Regions from separate parts of the Bombyx mori genome. Here region 1 is linked to region 2. Evidence: chromatin contacts called from public Hi-C data. All regions are on one chromosome and are shown on one strand. The core of a region is the stretch at or near the end of the contact, and the rest is flanking DNA. Distances in the headings are between cores, read along the strand shown. Region 1 overlaps LOC101740520 (protein phosphatase PP2A 55 kDa regulatory subunit). Region 2 overlaps COPA (coatomer protein complex subunit alpha).

The links. A called contact is a pair of places that touch in the nucleus more often than the background predicts.
Region 1: a Hi-C map of middle silk gland shows a contact between it and region 2, with 2.9 times the contacts expected there. The contact joins two enhancer-like sites. A contact is called at or near these places in 2 of 7 Hi-C or Micro-C datasets (middle silk gland and posterior silk gland).

What each region holds. Positions count from the first base shown.
Region 1 is chr26:3,811,564-3,817,405 of ASM3026992v2, forward strand. LOC101740520 (protein phosphatase PP2A 55 kDa regulatory subunit) reads left to right here. Exons shown (of 11, transcript XM_021352466.3): 11 at 1-2,688. It overlaps LOC101738280 (facilitated trehalose transporter Tret1), which reads right to left. Exons shown (of 11, transcript XM_062676302.1): 10 at 5,214-5,366; 11 at 3,351-3,438. The coding sequence ends at 3,411. Among protein-coding and RNA genes, the nearest start is that of LOC101740387, 25 kb to the left of the region's middle. Within about 2 kb of position 1,873, at least 5 of the 8 cell types and tissues checked have open chromatin away from gene starts, as enhancers often do.
Region 2 is chr26:3,486,672-3,492,939 of ASM3026992v2, forward strand. COPA (coatomer protein complex subunit alpha) reads right to left here. Exons shown (of 21, transcript NM_001172721.1): 17 at 5,926-6,028; 18 at 4,516-4,648; 19 at 3,764-3,939; 20 at 2,792-3,007; 21 at 1,485-2,181. The coding sequence ends at 1,718. Among protein-coding and RNA genes, the nearest start is that of COPA, 22 kb to the right of the region's middle. Within about 2 kb of position 1,805, at least 5 of the 8 cell types and tissues checked have open chromatin away from gene starts, as enhancers often do.

The DNA.
Region 1 (5,842 bases), core at 623-3,122, 320 kb after region 2:
TAATAAGAAGAGAGACTAACTTTATGGAACTGTTTCAAATGGGGTGGCATGCTCACGGTGGTGCACTTTAGGCATGAAATTACAAAATATGTTTTTTCCTAGAACATTGACTTAATATACTAAATATATATTAATATATGTATTTCATTACAACAGCGAGTTCACGAGTTGTATTAATTGGCATTTTGATCATTACATAGACTAGATCTTTACGTCGGCAACGAACCCTTTTGCCACTTTGTACTTAATAGGGAAATGAAAAAAAGTTTAAAAAAAATGTAATTGTGTTCCATTTAGTCTTCCGCTTTCTGAATAATAGTTTCAAGCCATTTTTTTCTTGCCACATGTTCAAACCAATCAAGTTCGCAACGGGATAGATTGGGCATAAACAACGTACTGTATGTGAATAATTAATGTGATTTTAGTTCTTTTTTTTTTAATTTGATTATCTGTACCTATCTATTTAAGGAAGCTTTGTAATGAAACAGTAATGTTATAAATAAATGTAAATATAGTATAGTAACGGAGGCCTGAACAAATTGAGTATATAAATAAATAAATAATAAATATTTTGTCACAATGTAAGTAGTTTAGGGTCAACCGAATGTTTTGCTCCAAAAATCCGCAGTGATCTACTTGCGGACGATCCTTAAATGATATAGATAAAAAAAAGTGTGTGTGTCCGCTCCGACGCACGACTGGAGTTTACTGGATATAAAAAATTAAACGAAACAATACGAGAAATAGTTCTATATTACGACAACACGATACACTACAGATTATTAACAAATTAACGAGACACAAAACAAACGACTAACAAATATATGAAAATACAATAATGAGAGAAACGCGCGATCAGTACGAGGCTTTGTGGCGGACTGCCGGCGCAGCAGCCCGGCGTCACCTGCGATAACGCATTTCGTGTGACATGCGCAATCAGGCGCATAACGCATTTCGTGTGACATGCTAGTACGATTTTGGTCCCCATAATTTTCATACCCCGGGCCTATATATGTAAATCGATTCTAAAGGAGTAAACTCCAAAAAAAAAAAATTAATTATTTTCCGCCAACGATTAACGCGGTTTGTAATGTCAAATGTGCTTTTTTATTGTTTTATTTTCGCGTTTCATGCCTTAGAAATACACTATAAAACTTAAAAAAAATAGGACCTATAAAAACTGTAAGTTTTCTTTACCACGGTAGAAGATTGTAAAGATTATTGTTTTTGTTTATTACAAAACTTTTCCCACCTAATTAATACAAATATGATTATGTTGGTGTATTTCTAACAAGGGATCGTTGTCGTTTTGTGGACTTTAAATAAAACCAGCTGTTTATCATTGAAGTTATGTCATTTTCGATATTACAAAGTATCTTTGCAAAATTCTTATGGTAGGTCATGGTAACGGACGCGTGTGCTTTTAAAAAAAAACCTACAACATGTAATCGGGCACTTCCAAGTTTTTTTTTTTTTTTTTCTGTCTTGGTTATTATTAGTCTTAATGTTTCATTTTGTTAACGATCGATTCTGTATAATAGGTTACGTGTTAAGTTTTTCTTTTTGTTCTCATGTAAAGGGGCCGGCTCAATTCCTTTGTAAATTTTTAATGAAATTATTACTGATTAGTTACCGACTATATGACATATATACATAGTTATTCTTATCGCAGCTAATGTCTTGTGTGTGACCGTTGTTTTAAATTCACGATCATTCGTTTTTTGGACATTACGGTCTTAACATGCTTGAAAGAGTCAATTTAGCGTAAATATTAAATTCGAGCTTTTGCGCTACGTTCAGCGTTTACGAACGAACTAAGAATAGTAATAAAAATGCTTGTGAAGCAACAAAAGTGAATACGGAAACGGAATTGAGTGACCCCTCGATGGATATCATTGTAAAAAAATTAATAATAATATCGTGAGCTCTGTATAATGTGCGAGCGTGAACGGAATGTGTGAGAGAAAATTAGAGTGAGAATTTTAATGTTAAGTCTAGTTTATAGTTAGGCAAAGGAATAACTGTGAGAGAACGCAGACAGAGAAATCAAGTGTTTTTTTTTTTCTTTCCTGCATCGGGGGATCAACGGAGCGTTGCTTGTTAAATGTGATAGTCGCGGTAAGGAGTTGTTGTGGGGTCGGTGACGACTTGTATGTGCTAAGTGTGAAGTACCTCGGGCGATTGTTGACAACGAAAACACGTGCTGTATGTAGGCTGTATAACGACACGCTGTTTCGTGCTGCACGGTATAGAGATGAATCGTGTTTTTAATGCGTGTACCGTCAGCATAAAAATTAATATAAGTCTATTGGTTTATAAAGTATTATAAATTGAGTAGTAGTATTATAAAAAATATAAATATGGGAGTATAAAGGTTTGTCAATTTTGTTAAATTGAAATCTAATAATTGCTACTTATTTTGTTGACGGTCGCATATGGACATAAAAAGCTGTATATGTTGCTTTTTCGTGTTCTCCTTGCTAAGATATGGGAGATGATAGCGTAGAAATATTCTTCAGATGCTTGTAAGAATTTGACTATAAAATTTTGGTCACATTATTTTTGTATCGTTCAGTTTGTTACGTACGTGCCATGCTTCGTGCAGAATGGAACAGCTGTCGGGCGAGCCCAAAAAGAGTTGTTGTTGAATCCAAAATATTTCCTATAATAAAAATTTTTATATCTGAATTCCGTGTTTTATTTGGACTTCAGTTAAAAAAGCATTATTAATCCTACAAAAAAGTGTGAAATGTTGTGAGGATGCTTGTGACCCAATCATCAGTAAACCGTTGAACAGATTTAGATGGAAATTGACACATATCCTAAATTTAGATTATTTTATTCCAGTAGATATTATTTTATTCCATTTAGATTATTCTATTACGCACGTACTGTGCTATAGATTATTTTAATCAAATTTTAGTTCCGAACTCCATTGACAGATGGCACTACGTTAACCATAAAAACGTAATCCCGATAATGTTAGAAAATAGTTAAATCATAATGTTATTTTAATTTGGCAGAATTATGATTTTAGTATTGAATATCTCATAAAATTGCGTTTGCGTAGTTTAGATTGCGCTATGATTCCATAACCCTAATTTTAGTAGAATTAAGGTTAAAGCTTCTTTGTTCTAAAGAAATTAAAGGTTGGTTATTGTGATTAATGTGATATTAATGTAAAATTCTTAGATATGACCGGCCTTTTGCTTCGTTTTGAAATTTTAAGTAAAGTTGGTGATTGTACAATCACGGACAAGCATAGTATAGGACAAAAAAGCAGAGCAGAGGACACTGGTAAGTCTCTCCCGGTGAAGATCATGGGGTTTAGTTTTACAAAAACAAAACAATTCATCAAAGACATTTTATTATTTACAAACATGTGGTGAATGAGTACATCTTGGTCGTGTTCAAGCGCCTGGATTACCTTGTTTCGTCCTGTGAAACAAAATATTATTCAATTTACACGCAGTAATACGAAAAAATATTTAAAATGTATCTGGTATTATCTATATATATTTTATACGTATTTAAGTAGGGATGACTTTTTGGCGGGAATGCGAGGAGTGAGGTTGTGTGATTTGTTTTATTTTGTCTATTTAGTGTTTCTTCAGGTTTAAATGTGTAATAACGGTGATTTATTAACTGTTTAATATCTGTGAAAGTGCACAAATGTGGGAAAAAGAAACAAAGCCGCTGGACGTAACTTCTCGGGATCCTCCAAAAAGTCCACTGAAAAAATATCAGTAAATGACCACCATTTTACTGAGATTATATTTCATCCTATATCATCTTATCTCATTTAATTTAATTTCATCCTAGTTGATTAATGCCTCAAATTAATCATTTTTGTTTCATTTCATTTCACTCCATATTATAAATTTTCATAAAAATACGAATATAAATTAAAATAAGACGTGACCTAAAGATCTTAGTTACCAGGTCATAAAATATTAAAAAAATATTTAAGTAGTATGTTACAGTATGTATTTTTATCAGTCTTTGGTAGCCAATAACACGGAATCTTTATTGGTCTCTGGTAACCAATAGAATCCTATTTTTTGGGAATTGGGAGTTATTCCCAGTTATTATAATTATTTTATCGAGTTTCAAAGCGAGCGCAACGGTGGCAAATAAATTATGGACGAACGTTGTTAATGCTGTAGTAGAGGTCTAAGAAAGATGACCCTCAGTATGAACTGTAGATTAAATATATTAAAGCCAGTTCGTAAAAAAAAAAGTTTAAAAAGTAACGAAATACGCTTTTTCAGAAAATCCAACTAAAAAATAGAAAATAAATTTGAATTAAAAATAGCGTAAGAAAAAAATAATTTATTGTAAAAGAGCGTGGGGTGCTTTTCAGGATATTATCAAAATAACCCTTCTATTCTTAACTGTTCATAAAATATTTATAACTACTGATACCATGCACCCCACGCTTTTTTTACAATAAAATCATTTTTTCTTACACTTTTTAATTCAAATTTATTAAAATTTATTTTCTATTTTTTAGTTGGATTTTCTGTAAAAGCGTATTTCGTTACTTTTTTAAACTATTGTTTATTTTTCATTTTTTAGTTGAATTTCAATTTTTTCATATATTAACTTAATATTGTATAGTCATCACTCCTTAATAAGAATACCAAATTTCGAGTTAATCCGACGTTTTAAAGGGGTCAAAATCATATTCAAAGATTCCCTTACAAACATACATACCTACGTCTGAAGCTAATAAAAGCGTATTAAAATAACCTTGAAACAATCAAGCCTTATTATTAAAAATGAACACGAATTCATTATCGGCTATAAAACCCGCAAAGTGTATGCACAATAACTTTACCGATGGCATACTGTGAACACGGCTTGTCTATTCGTGTCGCGAAGTCATTGCGTTACCCAAACTAATATTCGTATCCTCAACTTTCAATAGTTCAAAGGCTTTGCCAACATATTTTGAGGTTAGTTTTTCACGGCACTTTTCGTCTGGTTACATTTTATGAATCCCACACGACTGTTCATTGTGTTTAGTGCGAGTTTTTTAACGTTCTCGATAGCGTAAAAGTTAACTCATATTTGTATGGAGTTGGAACAGCGACCCTAGCGGCAAACGTGGGCAAACGTTCCAACTCCATACAAATTTGAGTTAACTTTTACGCAATCGAGAACATTAGAAAACTCGCACTAAGCACACAGTTCACATAACGCAACAATACCTATTATTGAGCAAATCCTGTATCTCATCGAACGTTTTCCCTTTCGTCTCCGGCAGTAGGGCGACAGAGAATATGAACCCAATCCCACAGCACACAGCTAGGATCCAGAAAGCGGTGTAGATGCCGTAGGAGGCGGCCACGTCGCGGAAAAATCTGCCAAATGGTTTCGCTAGTTTAATTTTTCTTTTTTCTTTTTTTAACTGGTCCCGTGATAAGTTCGTAAAGAACTTGTGTTACAGGTACCAGATAACGGAAATAAATGTAAGATTTTTATTATACACGTACATATTATTATAATTATTATATACATCCATAGCCCTGGAAAAGACATTTGATATTTAATTTTATCATACAAATATCTTCCCTTGGCGGGATTCGAACCCGTGACCCCTTTGTGTAGTGACCATGTCACTTACCACTACACCAGACGGCCATTAATTGTTTCAGTACTGGTGGTAGGAAGTGTTTTAAGCCCGCACGAGTAGGTACCACCATCCTGCCGTGAAGCAGTAGTGCGTTTCGGTTTGAAGGGTGAGGCAGCCGTTGTACTGTAAAAACTGAGATCTTAGAACTCATGTCTCGAGGTGGGTGGCGGCATTTACGTTATTGATGTCGGTAGGCTCCGGTAA
Region 2 (6,268 bases), core at 555-3,054:
CCTGTAGGGACGCAGGTTATTATGTAAATAAAATTGTGTGTAGTCGTAACCTGCGGCTGCGCCCGCAAGCTCCGTTGCTTTTTACTTTTTAAGTTCAGTCGCAAATAAACGCTAGGAATAAACCAGTTGTGTTATTTAATCTATATATTAATACGTGAAGCAAAAACTTTATACCCCTTTTTACGAAAATTGCGCGGACGGAAGAGTATGAAATTTCCCAAACTTATAGAGAATATAGAGAAGGAGTGCATAATGCTAATATTTTTTTTAAAATAATGCATAAAAGTTACATTAAATCAATAAAGAAAACATTACACACACTGCCATGTATTTGACACACACACATATTTATATATACTCTTTGATTATTGTCAAACTATAGTTAATGCTAAAAGTCTGTGGTCAAATTGAAAAAAGGTTAATATTGTTTATCTTTACTATTATTTGTCTATAGTGTAGTCTTGGGGAAATCTGTGATTATAGAAGTATAATAAATAGTCTCTGACAACCATAATAAATTTCAAACTTATAATTTCAATTAATTATAGTCGAATTTCGACTACTGCGGGACCAGTAGTTATTATAATTTTCTCACTTCCGATAACGCCCCTAACCATTATTCACTCTCACCACTACCAATATAACCGCTAAAGCGGTGACCCCGTGAGTGAGCACCTTGAAATTTTTAATTAAGGTTTTCATAAATTGAACCCTCAACAAGCCTCAACAATTATATTTTGTAATGTTCATAATGGAATAACAATAACTGGGAACAAATCTCGCACCGCCATCCGGCCCCATATTACGATTTCCAGGTTTATGGATACCAGTAACTGTATAACTATCTGTAGTACTTATCTGGTTGTTAACTGTTTTTTAATCTATCTATCTCTCTCCCCCTGTCTCTCTCTCTTCCCCTCTCTCTCTCTCTCTCTCCCCCTCTCTCTCTCTTCCCCTCTCTCTCTCTTCCCCTCTCTCTCTCTCTCTCTCTCCCTCTCTCTCTCTCTCTCTTCCCCTCTCTCTCTCTGTAAAGCTGGTAAGTATTCGAAACGTCCGAAATAACATAACAACAATAAAAAACGTGACTAAGCCATAAAAGTGTTTTCATTTTGTCTACGACTTGAAGCAATTTCTATGATCCAATTTAATTTACGATAAAATCAGATTTCTTTAAACGAATCATCTACAAAGATGGCCTCAAGAAGTCGTGACTCCATGAAAGCAGCCGCTTGGCATCGCAGGCGCTCGTGATTGATGACCTCTCTTCACTCACCAGGGTCTGACGTCTATAGCAATCAGAAATAATTAAAAATAAAAGAATCAATGCAAAAGCGATTATTGTCATTAAGAATAAACCCCACTTTATGCTATTAATCTCAAGGTTTATTTTAGCGTAACTCTTTAATGAATAACAATTATGTTTTCTTCATGTATTTATTGTAGAACACTACAGTTTGCGTATTTAACATGAAAACTAAATTATTCACTTTGATATTTATTAAAAGTCTTACATTATAATGTCTACATAATTAATATATACAAATTATTGTTTGCACTTCAGAAATTGTTGGACGCATCAACTCCTGTGACGTCAATGAATGACCGAATGAACGAACGAATGATTGAACAGAAATAAAATAAGTAGGAAACATACAATACATACTTTATTATTATTATTAATCTTACATAATTCGATACGCGATTTTAACGTGCAAGTCTATCTGTTGAACTGTAAGGGACAGATACGGAGGCCGAGCGCGTCCTTGCCGATCTCGGCGACCCCGCACACCGGGCACAGCTTCCCCTTGTGTTCAGGCATGAAGCTAGCCGCGCACAGCGAGCACTTTTCCTCCGGCTTGCCGCGGTAGATGGGCTTGTAGCTGATGCCGCAGACGCTGAATGGATTATGCTCGTCGTAGAGCAGCTGGTGCTCATCAGTCGGGGTCTTCTCGCAGGCCTGGAGGATCTTCCGCGCTTGCTGGGCGACCTCAGGCCGGGGTCCGAGCTCTAGGAGGCGCCTCGCGAACGAAGCGGCCGTGCGGTAGTTCTTCAGCTTGAAGAACATGTTGAGGGCCGTCCGCAGCGTGAGGATCTGGTGCACGGGCTGGAGCTTGCAGTGCGTGAAGTAGGCGGCCATCTCGCAGGTACGTTTCTGTTCGTCGACGGTGTTCTTCGGCATCGCTGCGTGTGACAAGTGCGGGACATTAAACTTAGGTACCTACTTATTGTCAAACCGTTTATTGTACACCCGTGCTTTGTCGTACAATAGTATGTGGAAAGCCAACAACAACAATATAACCAAGCTTCGAGTTAATTGCACGGTCTTTCTATATTCTAGACCAGCCTTTCCCAAAGTGGGCGATGACGCCCCCTTCTGGGCGCTGCAGGCCTAAAGGGGGGCGGTAAGAGACCCAGAAAAAAAATTGGGGCGTTGTGTAGAGGCTTGGGTGGCGATTTGTAATTTCATCGGTGAAAAAATGGGGGCGCTAAAAATGATTTTTCTCAAAGTGGGCAGTAGACAAAATATGTTTGGGAGCCCGTTCTAAACGAATCCATTTCACTAATTCAGTAAGTTTTTTTTTTACTTATCATCGTATTGCAGACATTGATTAAACTACGGACATGAGGTCGCAGTCACAGTTGTATCTCATTAGGGTTGTCACTCTCCGAACCGGAATTCATAACACGCCCTACCACTAGTAAAAAGGCTTTAACGATCGCAGTACACTGACACCATAGTCATATGATAGTCGTCTTTCGATGAGCTCGGGAAGAGATGTGCAAGCGTTACCTTTCCTGGCGGTCTCCATGGCGAGTCCCACGAGGTAGTCCCTGCAGACGGCCAATAACTGTTGGGCCTCGGACAGCTCGGCCTTGGAGTCCACCAGCAGCAGCGGCACGCGCTGCGCCACGCCCTGCAGCCGCTCTATGGCCTCGGGGAACCGGCCCGCCGTGGTCAACTGGTAGCTCTGCTGCAGCTGACTCACCAAGTCGCTTAGCTTCAACGCTGGAAACGAAAGTGTCGTCTGAATATACCGTCTTCTCACATTAAAACTGTACTTGTGGTTGCTCAGTAGTCGAAATTCGACTATAATTATCAATTTAAATTATAAGTTTGAACATTGTTATGGTTCTATTGTCATAGACTTTACTACTTTAAATCATAGATTTCGCCAAGGCTACACTATAGACAAATAGTATTATAGACAAACAATATTAATCTATTCCTAATTTGAGCACAGACTTTAACGATAAACAAAAGAGTATATATGTGTGTGTGTGTGTGTGTATCAAATACATGTTTTTTTTATTGCTTAAATGGGGGGACGAGCTCACAGCCCACCTGATGTTAAGTGATTACTGGAGCCCATAGACATCTGCAACGTAAATGCGCCACCCACCTTGAGACATAAGTTCTAAGTTCTCAAGTATAGTTACAACGGCTGCCCCGCCCCTCAAACCGAAACGCATTACTGCTTAACACCAGAAATAAGTGGAATGGTGGTATCTACCCGTGCGGACTTACAAGAGGTCCTACCACCAGTAATTACGCAAATCATAATTTTGCGGGTTTGATTTTTAGTTCACATGTTATTCCTTCACCGTGAAAGTCAATCGTGAACATTTGTTAAATACGTATTTCGTTACAAAAATTGGTACCCGCCTGCGGGATTCGAACACCGGTGCATCGCTCAACACGAATGCACCGGACGTCTTATCCTTTAGGCCACGACGACTTCAAAACGGTACCTGGATGACTTACTTATGACAGGCAGGAGATCCTTCCCGGTGGCTTCCTTCCAATTCCTGTGCAGGTACGCAGTGAGCGCGGGCAGCGAGGGCAGCGCGCCGAACGTAACGCGAGCGTGCGCGAACATCTCCGCGAACACAGACTCGTAAGGGGCAAAGTTCACGATTCCGACTTGCTCGTTCAACAATCTGTAATTTTTTTTTAGAAAATCTTGTTCGTCATAAGTGTTAGTGCAAGTTCACACACTAGAACGATGACACGAAGTTATCAAGTATAGCGCATAATATGAGTATCAGTCAACCGTCTGTCATTATCTAACTACCCACTTAAAATTTCTAATTTTTTCCAATTAATTTCAATATTTGAGTGTCGGTGACGGGTCGTGAGCCCTAATGGGACCAATTTTAAGTGACTACTAACTGTACTGACCAATTTTAAGTGACTACTGACTACTAAGCGTAATTACCAGCATCGATACACTGGGATGGTGACCACCTACATCAGGGTTTCCCATATCGACCATTCACACAAAATCGATAACTTAACCAACCCCGCAAAGTTTTTAAATTGGTAAATATTTTGTATCAATACAATCAATAAAAAAAACAATAAGTCGTAATATATCGTCTTTCACGCAATCCATCCATTTTTTTCTTAGGTCTGTCTCTTCCTCTAAAGCCTTCCACATTCATAGCTTAAACTCTCTTAACGGATCAAGCAGCGGCGTGACAGTCGTAACGAGCGCTAAGCGAGGGTGCACGAACCTCATGGCGGCCTCAAACTGTCCGGTGGCCACGTGGTCGTGCGCCGTCCGCAGGCGCGCGGCGAGGGGGGCGGAGGCTCCGCGCGTGGGGGCCACGAAGTACTGCTCCGAGTCCTCCGCGGCGCCCATGTCCGCTGCAACCAACACAGTACACTATGAGGACAGTATTGCACGATATTTGAGGCCATCAGCAGAAAAGTGCCTTAACCCACAATTTTTTATATTCGTGCTTATGTATGGTTGTTTTTTTTTAAACCTTAATTTAACAGTCATACTGCTAATGGTTTGCTGGAAGAAAACTCATGAATGCATGAGTTAAGCTCGCCTTTGTACATATTATTTAGACATTCTTTTAAATCTGTTTTTATTGTATTTTCTTTTTTGTATACAATAATTATAATTAATAAATAAATATTACATTAATTAAAACATAATAAATTTTGATGCAAAACTGGCCTATACCTAGTTTCAACCATAGATAACAGATGGTTTTGTAAACATTATTTTTGCACGTATTGGTGTAAAAATAAATTCAAGCCTTGGAAATCTCCATACTAACTATAGTAAGCTTAAGCCATTCTTGCGCTGACGGCCTCAATTATTACAGGCTGACTGGTTGAACACTTTACATACTCAACGACATAATTCATGGTCACACGTAACGTTTAAAAATATAAAATTTAAAAAATACAAATGAACTATAGTAGAATTATTTTGTCCGTGCAGTTTGGGTCATAAAACACAGCCCGGTTAGGGCGGTGAGCATGTTGCGCGGGCGCAACGCTATTATCAATAAAAACAAATGAGTCATCGAAGGCAGGTACATGGCGGCGGGGTGGTGTACGAAGGGTGGTGAGACATTGTTAAGTTATAAGTCATTTGTACCTACCTGCAAATTATAGTAAATTATGTCGAAGAGAAATATGTTTTTATGCATTCGTTCTCTGAATTTCTTTAGTGTCACAATGGCTACTCCTTTGTATCAAAACGGCAGAATTTATTCAAAATAATATTTGCACGTGTTGTTATCAACAATGTTAAAATTAAAAAAAAAAAGAATAGATCCCGAAAAGTTAAAAAGTGTTAATTTCTGCCGTTTTCGTTAACTTGCTGCGGCGATATGTTTATTCATTTTTATCACTAACCCACAAAATGACAAAACTAAATACAGTATCGATAACTCTTATCGACAACAATAATGCGCATCACTATGCCCGTCCATAAGGCTCGTGAGTGGAAGAGAGAGCGAAACACTCGCTTCACCGCTCCGATTTTTTATGACCCAAACTGCACGGACAAAATAAGTCTACTATAGCATAGATTATCGTGTATGGATTTAAATTTAGAAGATCCTTAGAAGACATTCAAATGTATTATTCTGACAGAAGACCATTGTGACTTGTCTACCGACCCGACACGGGCGCCAGCTCCTCGGGAAGCTCCAGGTCTTCATCACCGACGTCCCAGCCGCCATCTTCGCAGGCGTCCTCCATGATCTCCTCTTCGCCTTCTTCCTGTTTTCATTAGTACATTTTAGGGTAACAAGTGATGGTGACATTACATTTTGTTCACTATACCTACTTTCTTCCGTTAGCTATGTAAATTCAACCAACTTCAAATAAATAATAGTTTAAAAAAACTAAAAAAATACGCTTTTATAGAAAATCCAGCTAAAAAATAGAAAATAACATTTTAATAAATCTGAATTCAAAATAGTGTAAGAAAAAAGTATTTTATTGAAAAAAAAAAAGCGT